2 separate regions of the Mus musculus genome follow, and region 2 is linked to region 1. The links are chromatin contacts, called in public HiChIP or PLAC-seq maps. All regions are on one chromosome and are shown on one strand. The core of a region is the stretch at or near the end of the contact, and the rest is flanking DNA. Distances in the headings are between cores, read along the strand shown.

The links. HiChIP or PLAC-seq counts read pairs in DNA pulled down with a chosen protein or histone mark.
Region 2: an H3K27ac HiChIP or PLAC-seq map of embryonic stem cells shows a contact between it and region 1, with 8 times the contacts expected there. The contact joins the enhancer-like site here to the promoter of Dlx6 in region 1. A contact is called at or near these places in 8 of 39 promoter capture datasets (3T3-L1-derived adipocytes, the C10 cell line, cranial neural crest and 5 more), 7 of 484 Hi-C or Micro-C datasets (the C10 cell line and embryonic stem cells), 20 of 115 datasets of contacts at active chromatin or transcription factors (craniofacial prominence, embryonic basal ganglia, embryonic forebrain and 9 more) and 1 of 9 other capture datasets (liver).

The regions. Positions count from the first base shown.
Region 1 is chr6:6,861,412-6,868,252 of GRCm38.p6, forward strand. It overlaps Dlx6 (distal-less homeobox 6), which reads left to right and starts at 1,923. Exons shown (of 4, transcript NM_010057.2): 1 at 1,923-2,416; 2 at 3,667-3,860; 3 at 5,630-5,918; 4 at 6,466-6,559. The coding sequence starts at 1,969. The coding sequence ends at 5,881. All of the region lies in intron 1 of Dlx6os1 (distal-less homeobox 6, opposite strand 1), which reads right to left. It overlaps Dlx6os2 (distal-less homeobox 6, opposite strand 2), which reads right to left and starts at 3,739. Exons shown (of 1, transcript NR_002839.2): 1 at 2,386-3,739.
Region 2 is chr6:6,137,254-6,144,676 of GRCm38.p6, forward strand. The region is part of intron 4 of Slc25a13 (solute carrier family 25 (mitochondrial carrier, adenine nucleotide translocator), member 13); the gene reads right to left. Among named protein-coding and RNA genes, the nearest start is that of Slc25a13, 76 kb to the right of the region's middle. Within about 2 kb of position 2,813, at least 8 of the 459 cell types and tissues checked have an H3K27ac peak or open chromatin away from gene starts, as enhancers often do. A contact at or near this core is called in embryonic stem cells, where this site is marked.

The DNA.
Region 1 (6,841 bases), core at 673-3,172:
TCTCTATCATCTGGCCCCGCAAGCTCCTAGAGCTTACCTGCCGCCCCAGGACGCGACCCGGTGCGGACCTGCTTGTCCCTCCCCAAGCCTAGAGTTGGATCCGGTTCTCCTACCTGGTGGCTGGGCCTGAACGTGGCCGCCTGAGCTCCGCTGTCCCTGCTCCGCAGCTTGGACCAAGTGAGTCTGGAGACCCGAGGGAGAGAGGCTAGATCCGTAGCACTGAGCTGCTCCAAACTTAATGTCTTTCCCCAGTCCATCTTTGAAACAGAAGTGGTTCTACCACCTGGATGTGCGGATATAAACCCCCTTGCAAATAATAAATGGATTAATAATAACAAGGTATGAAGTTCTTTTTATAGAAAAAAAGGAGAGAATTGAAACTAAATGCGGCAGTTAGACAACCATTTTGATAAGAGGATAATTGAAGCGACACTGGTGTATAATTAGAGGATAATTTATGCTATATCCACTTTTATTCCACCTCCCAAAATAAACCCAGTCCATAATCATTACAGGCAAATTGTTCTGAATTTTATAGCAGCAATTTGAACAAAGTACTGCAGTTAATCATGGGAGATTTTTGTGTATTCCTGATTAGAACTCTAATTGCCTCCTTCCAGAAAGTAAAAATAACTGTAAAACGACTCTATTTTTATCATTAACAATGTTGACAATAAAATAAAATCAATTGGAATTGTAATCGAGAGACAAATTTAGGACGAAGGCACTTTTACTTGGGTAGTTTATATTGTAATCAAGATTTGCCAAACCACTAACCGCATGTATCATTTGCATATATTTGAAAGCATTACAGTAGCTTCTGTTTTCAATAGGAAGAAAATGCATTCCTGTCAGCCCTCCAACGACTCTCGCTTTCAGAGCAGGCTGCTGCGTTCTGGGGGTAGTTGGTATTCCTCCTCTGTTGAGGGGGGGGGGGTCAATATATAGGAACTAGGGCCGAAAACAACAGGAATCTCAACAGAGCAGGGTCTGATTTTTCTTTCTTTACTATCCCCGACCCTTGCCATGAGTTGGAGCCCAGATATAGAGGTTTTTCTTCCATCAATGGCATTAATAAAGTACTTCTGGAAAAACCCACAGTGCAAAAGTGCTCCCTTGGGAGTAGAGTTGGGGTCCTGAGGGAGGGGGAAAGTCAAGTGAAGGGGGGGGGATCTGGTTTTAAATGCTAGGGCCACTGCTTCTGAACACAGGCAACCTGAAAGGGTGCAAATGAATTGAAAGCGATCAGCCTCCAGCCAGGCTATTCCGAGTCTCCAAGCCTGGAAACAAGGGCTTGGAGCAGGGTTGGAGCTTCGACAGGATGCGTCTGCAGCCTACCGGGCGCCTCCCTCCACCGCTGCTCCCCTTTAGCTCCGGGCGGCCCCAGGTTGCACCTCTGGGCTGAGCTTGTAGTTAGTTGCTTAAGGTAGGCGAAGAACTCCACAAGCAGCGCACACGCCAGTAGAAGCGGTGCGCCTGTGACGTCAGGGGGCGACTGACCAATAGGAAGGCGCTGCCCTTTGGAGACAAACCATTCGACTCGTGGCGTCTGCATCAAGTCTGAAAGCAGACGCGCAACTTTCGCAGAATCCACCTTAAAATCTCTGCTTTAAACTGCACCAGCCCCCAAAAATCCAAGGGGGGAAAAGCAAGGGGGGGGAGAAGAGAGCAGATTCCCCCTCCCCCCTCTCCTCTCCCATCCCTCCCCCTTCCTCCTCCCTTTGGGTTAACAAGGCCCTGCTCACTATATCTCTTTATATTAAATATATATATGTATATATTAGAGAAGAGTGAGGAAGAGAACCACCTCTGCCCCCTCCTTTAAATTTTTTTTTATTTTTTATTTTTTTTATTTTTTTGCAAGGATCCCGGGAGCTAAGGTGGCTGCAAAGGGGAGAGCGGTGCGAGCCAAGTGGGGGAGGGTGAAAGAAACCCGGGAGAAGGCTTTCTCCAGCCCCCAAAGTTTTGATGATGACCATGACTACGATGGCTGACGGCTTGGAAGGCCAGGACTCGTCCAAATCCGCCTTCATGGAGTTCGGGCAGCAGCAACAGCAGCAGCAGCAACAACAGCAGCAGCAACAGCAGCAGCAGCAGCAGCAACAGCAGCCGCCGCCGCCGCCACCGCCGCCGCCGCCGCAGCCGCACTCGCAGCAGACCTCCCCGGCCATGGCAGGCGCACATTACCCTCTGCACTGCTTGCACTCGGCCGCGGCGGCGGCGGCGGCGGCCGGCTCCCACCATCACCACCACCAGCACCACCACCACGGCTCGCCCTACGCGTCGAGCGGAGGCAACTCCTACAACCACCGATCGCTCGCCGCCTACCCCTACATGAGCCACTCGCAGCACAGCCCTTACCTCCAGTCCTACCACAACAGCAGCGCGGCCGCCCAGACGCGCGGGGACGACACAGGTGAGAGGCCGCTTAGGCAGCTAGCTTCGCCCGCCTCCCCACTGCCTCCGACCCCTCCCGCCCCGCTCACTTCCTCCACGCCGGGGCCTCCGCCGGCCCCCTCCTGCGGGCGGCCCCGTGCGCCCCCAGTCGGGCCCCGTGGGCTCCCGATCGCCTGGCGCCTGCCTGCCGGCCTCTCCCTGCCCGGCCCCTTCCCGCCGCCGTGGACCCCCGGCTGGCTCACCCCGAGGCCCGCTGGCTCCTCCGCCTCCTGCTTGTGGTTCCCATTGAGCCTCCAGGCTGTGCCCTAGCCTGGCTCTACGGTCCCCACTGCGCCCTCCAGCCCACCAGGTCTGTGTGCCCTCTACCTTGTCCCTTCCCTCTCTGCTGGGACCCGCATTTATCAGAACTGGAGACAATTCTGGGCCAGGACTGAAGGGCTAGTTAAGGCTTCCCATCTCAACGCTGGGAGAGCGGTGGCCTACTTTGCCTGGGGCACTTGGTGCCCCTTGGTGACTTGGAACGAAGCTGTTGCAGCCGATAGATACTAGTGACATTGGGTTTTGTCTTTTGTTTTTGTTTTGCTTTTAAAATCTTCCCTCGTGGGCTTTGAGGTGTCCCCCCCACGTCCCCAGACCTGGCTCCCTCTCTCTGGGTTTTCAGTAGTACTTTGGCTGCTCCTTTGTTCTTGGAAGTGAAGCAGAGGGCCTGGGGTTGATAGCTCTCCGTTGTCCAGAGAGTCTCAGCCTGCTCTGGAGCTGCTCTGAGCTCCTGGTTGTGTTCTGTGTCTGGGCTTTGATACACGCGAGCAGAATCATTTCAAACATACAGAAGGGACTTAAAGCACTAAGCTTGCAGCTGGGTGACACAAAACTAACTGGTCACATAAACAACCGGGTGGTTCTGGTATAGCTTTAGGCGTTGGGAAAAGCCAGGCCAAGAAACCGCTCTCGGGCCCAGAGAAGAGAAGCCTTACAGCGCCACGGACTTCGGAAAGCGGCCTGCGCTGTCTCCGCTGTTGCGGAGCGTCTCTTTTATGCCCCGGGCTTCCTAGATTCGATCCACTATCATAATGCATTGTTAGTGTTGGAGACACGGTCGGAGGGAAGCTTTCACAGCCTCTGGGGGCACGTGCCCACAGTGGTATAGCGGGGATATTACGAGGAACTCTTTTTAAACTTGGGAGAAACTCCTTGCCAGCCTTGTCACATGAAGGGAGAAGGCAGTAGTGGCCTCGCGGGTGACCACTCCTCTGTGTCATTTGCTTACAGATCAACAAAAAACGACAGTGATCGAAAACGGGGAAATCAGGTTCAACGGAAAGGGGAAAAAGATTCGGAAGCCTCGGACCATTTATTCCAGCCTGCAGCTCCAGGCTTTAAACCATCGCTTTCAGCAGACTCAATACCTGGCCCTTCCCGAGAGAGCCGAACTGGCTGCTTCCTTAGGACTGACACAAACACAGGTAATTCCCGGGAAGCCCAAGTACCCCTGAAATGCTGGCCCTGCTTGATAACCGTGCAGAGAGCATACCAGGAGGAATTCTTGGCCTAGTCAACCAAGGATGGAAGGAGCTAAATGACAAATGCCCGTGCTCCAGTTGTGCACTTTCCTGGGATCACACAGTTTGGAACAAATGACATGGTATTGAATACTGAATTGGATTTGCATATACACCAACCCTCTGCGACCCCAGCTGAGCCTAGGATCTTTTGGTGAACAAATTCAATCAAATCTTATTCCAGAGCAGAATAACACGAAGTAGAACAAGTGTGTGTGTGTGTATGTGTGTGTGTGTGTGTGTAGTATCCAGCTAAGAAGCAAAATAAGGCCTTTCTTAAGGACCCTTTAGTGACCCTTAGGAATTAATATTAATTTCAACTCATTGTCATAGGAAGGAAACTTATGAGCTGAGACCAGGAGCAAAAGTTAGACTCTAGCAGCTTAATAAAGACATCCATGTGTAAGCCATTCACTCCGGGATGGGTAAGACAGGACTTTCTGAAGATTGCATTAAGCTCTGTAGTTGAATCATTCTGGTACCAAATAGTGCAGGCTGAGGTACCTCCCTGGAGCACAGAACTTGACAGAATTGAGAAACAAAGAGAATGTTCCCCAAATCACGGCCTGGGACACCACAGATAATAAACAGTCCTGCTGACCTGAAAAGTATACTGGACATTTCAGATTTCACAGAAAGGGGCCCATAGGTGAGTATATCAGCCTGCACTCAAAAGCCAGCAGTCAAGAGAACTGCACGGGATGCTAAGGCCTCTTCTGATGGGCATCATCTTCATCCAGCAAGGGTCTAATAAGACAGTAGCCAAGACCTTACAGAATGGTGTCTTCAGGCCGCGTCCCTGAACTCTTCTCACTTACCCTGGTTTCTACTGCATGTTGCCACTGAAAATGTATGAGGTTTGCTATGAAAGGGCTCTAGATGCTCCGTGACTCGTATTCTTGGGAAAATAGATTCTGGAATTGTAAAGGTAATGCTACATTGTAGGTTTCCTTTCATCTAGAGATTTGGGTTGTTGACTTAAATAAGCTGCCAACTTAGATTCCTGATTCTGTAGTTGTCAGAAGCCTTTTGACTTTTAGTAGCTACCCCAACAATCATGTGATGATTGATGACTTCTGTTTGCTTAAGCAACATAGGAGGTAGATAGTGGGGGTTGATGCATTTCTTAATCCTTGCAGGACTGGAGAAAGAGATCCCAGGCATATGCCATGGTGTGTGCACGATGTGCATAAGTATGTTCAAGGTATTTTGCTATGAACATACAACCTTTAATCAATTCATAATCGTTTACTACTTGATATGCATAGCATAATAAATGTGGGGGGTTGGTGAATATAAAAAATGGAATAGACCAAAGGAGGTAAATTTAGTTGTACAATTGTGAGCCAAACTCTATTTCACTTAAAAGTCCTTTGTAAAATTTTGGGTCCACTGATCTCATTTTATTTCTTTCTAATTTTATGCTGTTACTTTAAAAACCCCAGGCTATAGGATTAAATCCAGGAATCACAATAAGACATCTAGTAGGCCTAGAGTGAAGGGATGGAGATGGTTTGAAAGAGGGGAATGAGGGGGAAGGGAAGGGGCTTCTTGGAATGGTAATGGTTGTTTTGTTTGCTTGTTTGTTTGTATATTGCTTCTTAAGTCTGGGGTGACACTGAAGGCACCAGTATGATGTTTATCTGGCCTGACAATTACTACATGTCTTGCAGGTGAAGATATGGTTTCAGAATAAGCGCTCTAAGTTTAAGAAATTGCTGAAGCAGGGTAGTAACCCACACGAGAGTGACCCCCTCCCGGGTTCAGCAGCCCTGTCACCACGATCACCAGCCCTGCCTCCAGTGTGGGACGTTTCTGCCTCTGCCAAGGGCGTCAGTATGCCTCCCAACAGCTACATGCCGGGGTATTCACACTGGTATTCCTCACCACACCAGGACACCATGCAGAGACCACAGATGATGTGACTTCTCTGAGTGAACGCCTACGGAGCTTCTGAAGGAGGCAAGGAGGATCCAGGACTCTGTTGTATCTGCCAAACAGCCTAAGCATTGAGCTCAGAGCAACTGCCCTGTGATCTCTCTCTCTCTCTCTCTCTCTCTCTCTCTCTCTCTCTCTCTCCCCCCCTCCCTCCCTCCCCCTCTCATCTCCTCTCCTTCCTTTCTCTTTTCCTCCCTTTCTTTCCTTGTTTTTCATCCCTTTTACTCGCTCTTCTTTATTTCTTGCCTATCTTTCCATCCTTGCTTTCTTCCCCTTCCCTCCTCTTCTGCAATTTACTGTCTTTAGTAACCTTAATAAGTAACTTTGTAATAAACACACACACACATACACACACACACACACACACACACACACACACACACGAGAGAGAGAGAGAGAGAGAGAGAGAGAGAGAGAGAGAGAGAGAGAGAGAGAGAGAGAGGCTTTTGTGCCAGTGTTCTGGAAACCCATCACTGTAAGGATATTTTCCTTCACAGTCTGGGATTCAGGCCCCGAGCCTCCTCTTTAGTACTCTCTATCCAAATGACTTTTTTTTTTTTTTTTTTTACAGACATTCTCCACCGGCAGAAGAATCTGCACAAACATGGCAGCATTTTTACTTGTTTAATGAGTTTAAGACATTACATGATAAAAAACAAAGATTTTGGACTCCTGGATTTTTATTTACCAATCTGAGACTGAGAGGAGGAGGAGGAGGAGGAGGAGGAGGAGGAGGAGGAGGAGGAGGAGGAGGAAGAGGAGGAGGAGGAGGAGGAGGAGGAGAAGAAGAAGAAGAAGAAGAAGAAGAAGAAGAAGAAGAAGAAGAAGAAGAAGAAGAAGAAGAAAAGAAATGGAAGAACCCCCCCCCCAATATCTCTTCAAGAAAGAAGAAAATTTGGTTGTAAAAAGTAGAACATTGCCACAAAGGAAACACTGCATGTCTTTTC
Region 2 (7,423 bases), core at 1,563-4,062, 720 kb before region 1:
GACTTAAAAGGAGTGAGAAAAAGGTAAAGGCTTCTCCTGGCATAAAAAGTAAGATCCTGGAGTCCTATTCGTGGAGTAAGGCCACGCAGGGAGGAGGCAAGCTGCACTGCCCACCAACGGGATGGCAGTGCTGGAAACAGGGTTTAGAGAGGCAGAGGCATGCGTTTCTAAGCTCCCTTACTCTTCCAGAAAGGAAAGCGAATGCAATGCTTACCTTTTCAAGCATAGTCAGCATTACTTCACTTTGAGCTAAGCTGTGTTAGGAAGGCCTGCTTCTTCCATCAGTCACCCCCCAGGAACGGTGATGCTACTTAAGCCAAGACTTTACCAAACAAGCTCATTTTCCTCTGACTTTATCTGCAAGACTTTGTTTTCTCCACTGTTTTCCCACCTGAAAGTCGACTATACTTTATATATCGTAAAAGCGTAATTACAATGGACAGGGCGGAGTTGACCTCTAAGCCCAGTGTTCAGGAGACAGAGATAGGAGGACTGTAAATTTCAGGCCAGCTTAGGCTACAGAGTAAGATCTGGTTTTAAAAGCGATGGAAATAATTACAAAGTAGCAACTGTTTCTTTCTGGAAGACGAATGTCCAGACTTCCCCTCCAAAGAAACATTGATTTGCTCCAAAATACAAGCTGGCTTCTTGTAGAAACACAGTAGCCTATGATAGAAGATTTCAAACTTTTATAAGCTGTGTCAAATAAATTTCTCTTACACACACACACACAGAATCTCAAGGATTCTACTGAAAAAAAGAAAAATCGTATTAGTAAGCAGTCAGCCAGATCAGAATATGGGAGTTCAGCATAAAAACCTGTCAGTTGTAGTTTTACATATATGAAATAGCAATCTAAATATAAGTTTGAAGAAACAATCCCATATGCAACGTCCTCAAAAAGCCACGAATTTAATAACAAATATGAAATACATCTACTCTTCAAATGCCATAAAATGCTATTCATTAGAATAATCAGTATTATTTATATGGCAAAATAAATAAAAATAAGAATTGTGGCTTATCCCTTGAATCCAGTATTCAGGAGTCAGAAGCAGATGTGGGCCAGCCAGCCTGGGCCACGTAGTGAGTTTTAGGTTGGCCTGAGCTACAATGTGAGACCCTGGCTCGAAATAAATGGTGACATAAAATTTATGGTGGGTGGCAGAAGTACATTCCAAAGTTGGTGTTGAATGGTCAGACACCCCAAAGTGACATACACCTAGCTGGCTTCTTGAGGAAAGAGACAAGCTGGAGACAACCTGCTTCTCAAATGCATACAAGAACTCAAGGAACCCAGAAAAGCCAAGATTTTGTCTGGTGATCTGGAAATTTGTAGTTTTTGTTTTGTTGTTTTCAAGATAGGGATTTTCTGTGTAGCCCCTGATGTCCTGGAACTTACCTTGTAGACTAAGCTGGGCCAGAACTCACAGAGATCTGCCTGTCTCTGCCTCCCAAGTACTGAAATTAAAAGCACGCACCATCACCATCCAGGGAGCCCAGGAAATTTTGAAATACAAGAACAGAGCTGGCCTTCAGTCAGTACAAAGTGACTGCAACTCAGAACTGTGGTTCCAACATAACATAGGCTAAAAATGACCCAAGCTAGGCAAGAGGCAAACTCAAGCATGTGTGTTTGCTGCCCGGAGATTTCCAACAAGTATGGCTGATAATGCACCAAGAAACATGAGCCCTTAGCTTGTAAAACAAATGATCTTGTAAGACTCTGTTGAGCCTTAGCTTACCGGGAATCCCCTTAGTGAACCACGTGGAGCCAGAATCAATGCAAAAGCAAGAGGAATTTTATTTAATCCAGCATGCTGGGGTCACCCTGCACATAGGCAGAGTGATGCCGGGCTGCCCATCCAGGGAGCCTTTATACAGTTCTCAGGGCCACCGCCATTAGGCAAAATATGATTAGCAGAACAGTGTGACTTTTAAACTGATTGGTCTATAGGGAATGAAGTGGGTGGCCAACGGTCTCGGAATGTGTCTTGGAGCTCTGGTGGTTGGTCCCTCCTTCCTGTGGTCTGAGGAATGTAATTAGCCCCTCCCTTCTGGAGCGGAGGGGTACCTATGTTCTTTATGACCTATATCCCCCCCCCCCCAGGAGGGGAGGAGGTCCTGTGGAATTTTCTAACAGCTGAGCTGACCTCTTCAATCTCTACAGGCAAAATGTCAAGTCCAGCCTTGGCCACCTACTACTAACCCAAGATAAACAAAACCCCTAACAAATGTATCTATGAAGTTAAGAGATAAAGATATGAATATAAAAAATAGAGGCATGATACTGTAGCCTTGGATGAGGAAAACGCTGACTGAATATGAAAAATAAAAAAGAAAAAAAGAAAAAAGAAAAAAAAACAGACAAATTAAACATCACCAAAGTTGTTTTTGTAAAGTGTAACATCAAGAGAGTAAAAGATCTCTTATAGTCTAGAGGTGGTGGGTAGGAGGAAATCGTGTATGATAAACTCTGGAATATAGAAAGGGTTCTCACAACTCAGAAATAAGACTAGTTTTTGTTTGTTTGTTTGCTTTGTTTTTTTCCCTGAGACAGGGTTTCTCTGTGTAGTCCTGGCTGTCCTGGAACTCACTCTGTAAACCAGGCTGGCCTCGAACTCAGAAATTTGCCTGCCTCTGCCTCCCAAGTGCTGGGATTAAAGGCGTGCGCCACCACTGCCCTGCAAAAGACTAGTTTTTCACAATTATGTGTATGTGTGTGTGTTTGTACGAGGAGGTTGGAGTGCTGTCATATCCCCTAGAGCTGAAGCTACAGGCAATTGAGAGCTCCATGGCCGTTACTGGTAATTAAACTTGTGTTGAGCCCAGCATGGCCTTGGTGGCGGCAGAGTGACATGGTTCCTGCCCCTGGGACAGGCCCCTGGGATGAGGCTCTGCTAGTGTCAATGGCTGCAGTGGGCATAAAGCTTGTTTATGTATTAATGTACATATTTCCTCATTCCTCCAAGACATGTCCTCCCTGTTAATATAGTGATGCCGTGATAATCTGAGATAGCAGGAGTCCAGGAGTTGAGGATGTGACTAATATCTTGGCAAGACTGGAACCTTCAGGACAATCTTTAGGACTATGGAAAAGAGCTCCAAATATATGATATATTTCTCAATTATGCAAAATATAAGGATGCAATATGAATTATGATGGGCTTCATGAATCTAAAGCAACAAAGGCAGCTACACTAAGAGCCAGCTTGTCAGAAAGATAAAAAGGCAGGCAGATTCCTGAGTTCAAGGTCAGCCTAGGACAGAGTGAGGTTAGGCCCACGTGTAATGGTAATTTCCGGGCAGGGTCCCACCCAACTAGTTTAACATCTATGCTTAACAAAGGTAGACAGATCACTAAATTCTTTTGCAATGTTAAGAACAAAATGTATGCTTGCTGTCTCTTTCTAATCAAAAGGTGGGGTGATGAGATGATTCATAAGATAATCAAAAGCAACCCTGGAGCAAAAGACTAGGTTGATAAGGAAAATGAAACACTGGACCTGAGTTCGGCAAGATACAAGCTATCTAGAGAAGTTTTTAGGATAAAAATTATTGTGTGCGTGCATGTCACAGTATGGCGTGGGTCGTGTGTGTGTGTGTGTGTGTGTGTGTGTGTGTGTGTGTGTGTGTGTGTGCCAGAGGACAACTTATAGAGAGAAAGCAGAACATAGCAACAGACTGGATCAAGAAGAACACAGCTTGGATTCATGATTTGACTTCAAGTCATTCTTTTCACCGCTCCCAGACACCCCTTCTTTCAGAATCCCCCTTCATGCCAAGGTCTGTGCTTGGCAAACTTGGGGCATATTCAGGAACAATATGTGCTCTTAACCGCTGAGCCATCTCTTCAGACCTGACAATTCTACTTAAGATGGACAAAAGATAAAAGGACAGTTTTCAAATGGGAAAAAATAGAAACTAAGGAGACATTTTTCTAAAATAAAAATGGCCCACAAGTACCTAAAGAGGTGTCGCACAGCATTAGCATTGCCAGGGCAGATGAAGACTAATGGCTACCACTTAACGTGGGCATAGAAGAATGTGACAAGTGTTGTTGGGAATGTGAAGACACTGGGACCCACAGGCACTACTGCAAATATGAAATGCAACTTTGGAAAACAGGACACTCAGATTTACTGTATGACTTAACAGTGTTCATTCCAAATGTGCAGCCACAAGAAAGGGAACCACATAGCCACAAAAAGTACGCAGGTGAATGTTTATAACAATATTAGTCATTGCCAAAAAACAGTAACAAACTATGTGTACACACTCGGGATCTGATGAGCTAGACAATATACACTAAATCCATATAATAGACTATTATCCAAATACAAAAAAGTAATAAATGAATCTTAATATGTGGAAAAGTGTGCTAATATCATGTATGAACCTTGTAAACATTATGCAAAAAGTCTATACTAACAGACGACATAAAATATTAGTTAATTTTTATAAACTTTCAGCAAGATTGCTCAGCAGGTAAAGGTGCCTTCTGCCACACCCTCAGAAGGGGAGAAGTAAGTCCAGTAAGCTGTCCTCTGACCTACACATACGCGCGCGCGCACACACACACACAGTAACATTAAATACAGTAAACAGTACAGTAAACGTTAAAAACAATGCTGCGAACAGACAAATTAATATAGACAGACAGTAGATTAGGGTTGCCTTGGCCTAGAAGGTACCAAAAACAAACAAACAAACAAACAATGGGGTATTGAGAGGAAATGCTTGACTGGTAATGAATCCCTTGTTAGGATAATGAAGTGTCCTAAATTTCAAAGTGCTAATGGCTGTGCAAATCTGTGACTATACTTAAAACTAAAGAACTTTGCAGCTAGGAAGAGTAAATGGGGCCATTTTAAAATCTCCATAAAGCACTTTAAACCTAAATGACTACTATAGATTCACTTCCAACAACTGAGCAAAGTGCTTGACTCAACACTTAGTCATTAAAAAGGAATAAAATACCTGACTTGGAGAGTTATTTGAGTTGAGTGTGCCTAATGTTCTGCACATAGTAGGTGAGGTGACCACTGAGATAAGACCAAAGGTCTTAACTATACGGGGAATTATTATTTAAGCACAAAATACTTACAGAGGATTTTTTAAATAGTAAGCAGAGTGCGATTTGGAAATATCATAGCTCATCGTCTCTCAAAAGGCATCAGTTTTCCTGCAACACTTAAAATCCATCCTTCCTTGAGCTCACATGCTGAAATCTTGAATGAAAAGTGATCAAAATCTACGTAATTTTCTATTATGTTTCTTAAAGTATGAAATTAAGAAAGATTAAGAACCTCCACTCTTTACTTTGAAGATGTTTCAAATACTAGAAATATTTAATTGGCAAATTACTTGCACATGCCATTAAGTGGTTAGACTGAATTTGTTTTTACAAATTCTATGGGCTCTTATTTCTTAACCTCTACCACACTATAATCTGAAATCATCAAGGTCTTCACTTATGCAAATTTTAACTTCTACATCTTTGTTTCCATACAGAATAACTAAATTAATGCTCTTTAATTTCTAGAAAATTCACTTTTCGCAGCTTCAAATCAGTGAAAACGAGTTTCCTATTAAGATAGAAAAGATTCATCAAGCTATTGCAAACACTAAAGCATAATATCTCTCCTATTGATCTTACAAAGTCTATTAATACAATAAATGCAAAAAGGATGCTTCTGTTAAACACCCGAGTGAGTCTTCTAAGGAGGCAGGAGGACTATATAGACTGCACTCGCCTTCTCTCGGAAGAGTTTCCCACTTCCTCTAAGTCTTATTTCTCAAAGGAAATTTGTGTGTTTTCTATGAGAAGTCATATTTCACCTGCTGATACAGCTAACAGCAGCTTATATGGGCAGAGTTTCCAAGCATCGCATAAAAGATGAACTTGAATAGAAAGTTAAAGAACAATAGACTAAGTGGATGCAGACAGCCTGTGTCCTGTGCCCCAGTGTCAAGGTTGCCATTTCAGACCCTTCTAATGAGTACCTTTTTATGTTAATCATAGTGAAGGGTCTGAGGAGGAGAAAAAACGGGAATACTGGCTACAATTGAGGCTCCCTCAAGAAAAGTCTGCGAGAAAATGGATGTCATTAAAACAGTAAGCATAGACTGTGTCACATTACAAAGGAGTTTTCTCTAAGATCTTATAAAGTTTTTTATTGTTATTTTGAATACACACAGACAGTGGTGATGAGGATCTTAAGGTAGACAGTCAAATAGACAGACAGACAGGTAGCATGCGAGTAGCCCAGTTGAGCTCTACTGAAGCCATATATGATGTCAGTGTACTTAACAGAATGTGTAATTTAAAACTCTTCCAGGTTTACACTTTGAGAGGAATAGAGCTGCCCTAACAGAAGGTCATGTGACATTCTGGAAAGCATGCTCTTGTCGTGCCAGAAGACAAGCTGTGGTTTCTATGCAGCCAGTCACCTTTCCCCACTGAGCCAGCTCACGCACGGAAGAATAAGTGCCACGAGCTATTGTTCACCTGAAGAATGAGCTATGTTTCCCAGGAGAGCTTGTTTAAAACACATTCCCAAGCCTCATGCCTCAACGTTCTGAATCAGCAGGAGGAAGGTGGAGCCAGAGTAGCCACGGTTTTAACAAATGTCACATGCAATCACTGTAAGACCCTAGGGTCAGCCCCGTGGATAAGAACCACCCTACTCTAAGATCTGAGATCTCTAATGCTTAGGCATAGCACCATAAATCACCAGAGTGGATGCTGGTAAGCAATGTGGCCAAAAGGCCAGCAGAGATTTAGCATAAGATATAAATGGCCTCTCACAATTTCTAACTCAATCAACAGTAGAGAGGCCAACTTGAAGGCTTTCCATGTGTCTGCTCGAAAAAGTGTTTTTCATACAGTGGAACGACAAGGTCGTCAGCCGTCACATGTGAAGCAAGTCACTTAAAAAGTGTTTGGAGGCAAACAGCCGACTGGGGTCCACCCCCAGATGTGCTTGCTTTAATCATCTGCTGGGTCAATTATCATTTTCTTTCATCTCCTAGAAGGAGCACAACCAAGCACCTCCAAAGCTCCAAAATTCTTAAACAGTGTTAAGAATCCTAATTCATGCTGTAAATGCAAGCATAATATCTATATTGTTTAAGAAAATTCCTAAGCTAGTTTCCTTAGACGGATGTTATCAAAAATAATTTTCTCACAAAAGCATTAACATACATTTAACCCTACTTAACGGCTTCAAGAGCAGATGTGTTGGGAAAGCACACCCACAGCGAGCCCATATTAGTATGAAACTGTTTTATTTCAATTAAAATGTCTAACTATCCACCCCCAACATATACCTAAACTGTAATTTTCTCTAAGAACTTCCAATATGCTCTTGATTTTTGTTTCCTTTATCAACCTATCAGAACAAATCTGCCTTGCAACTGT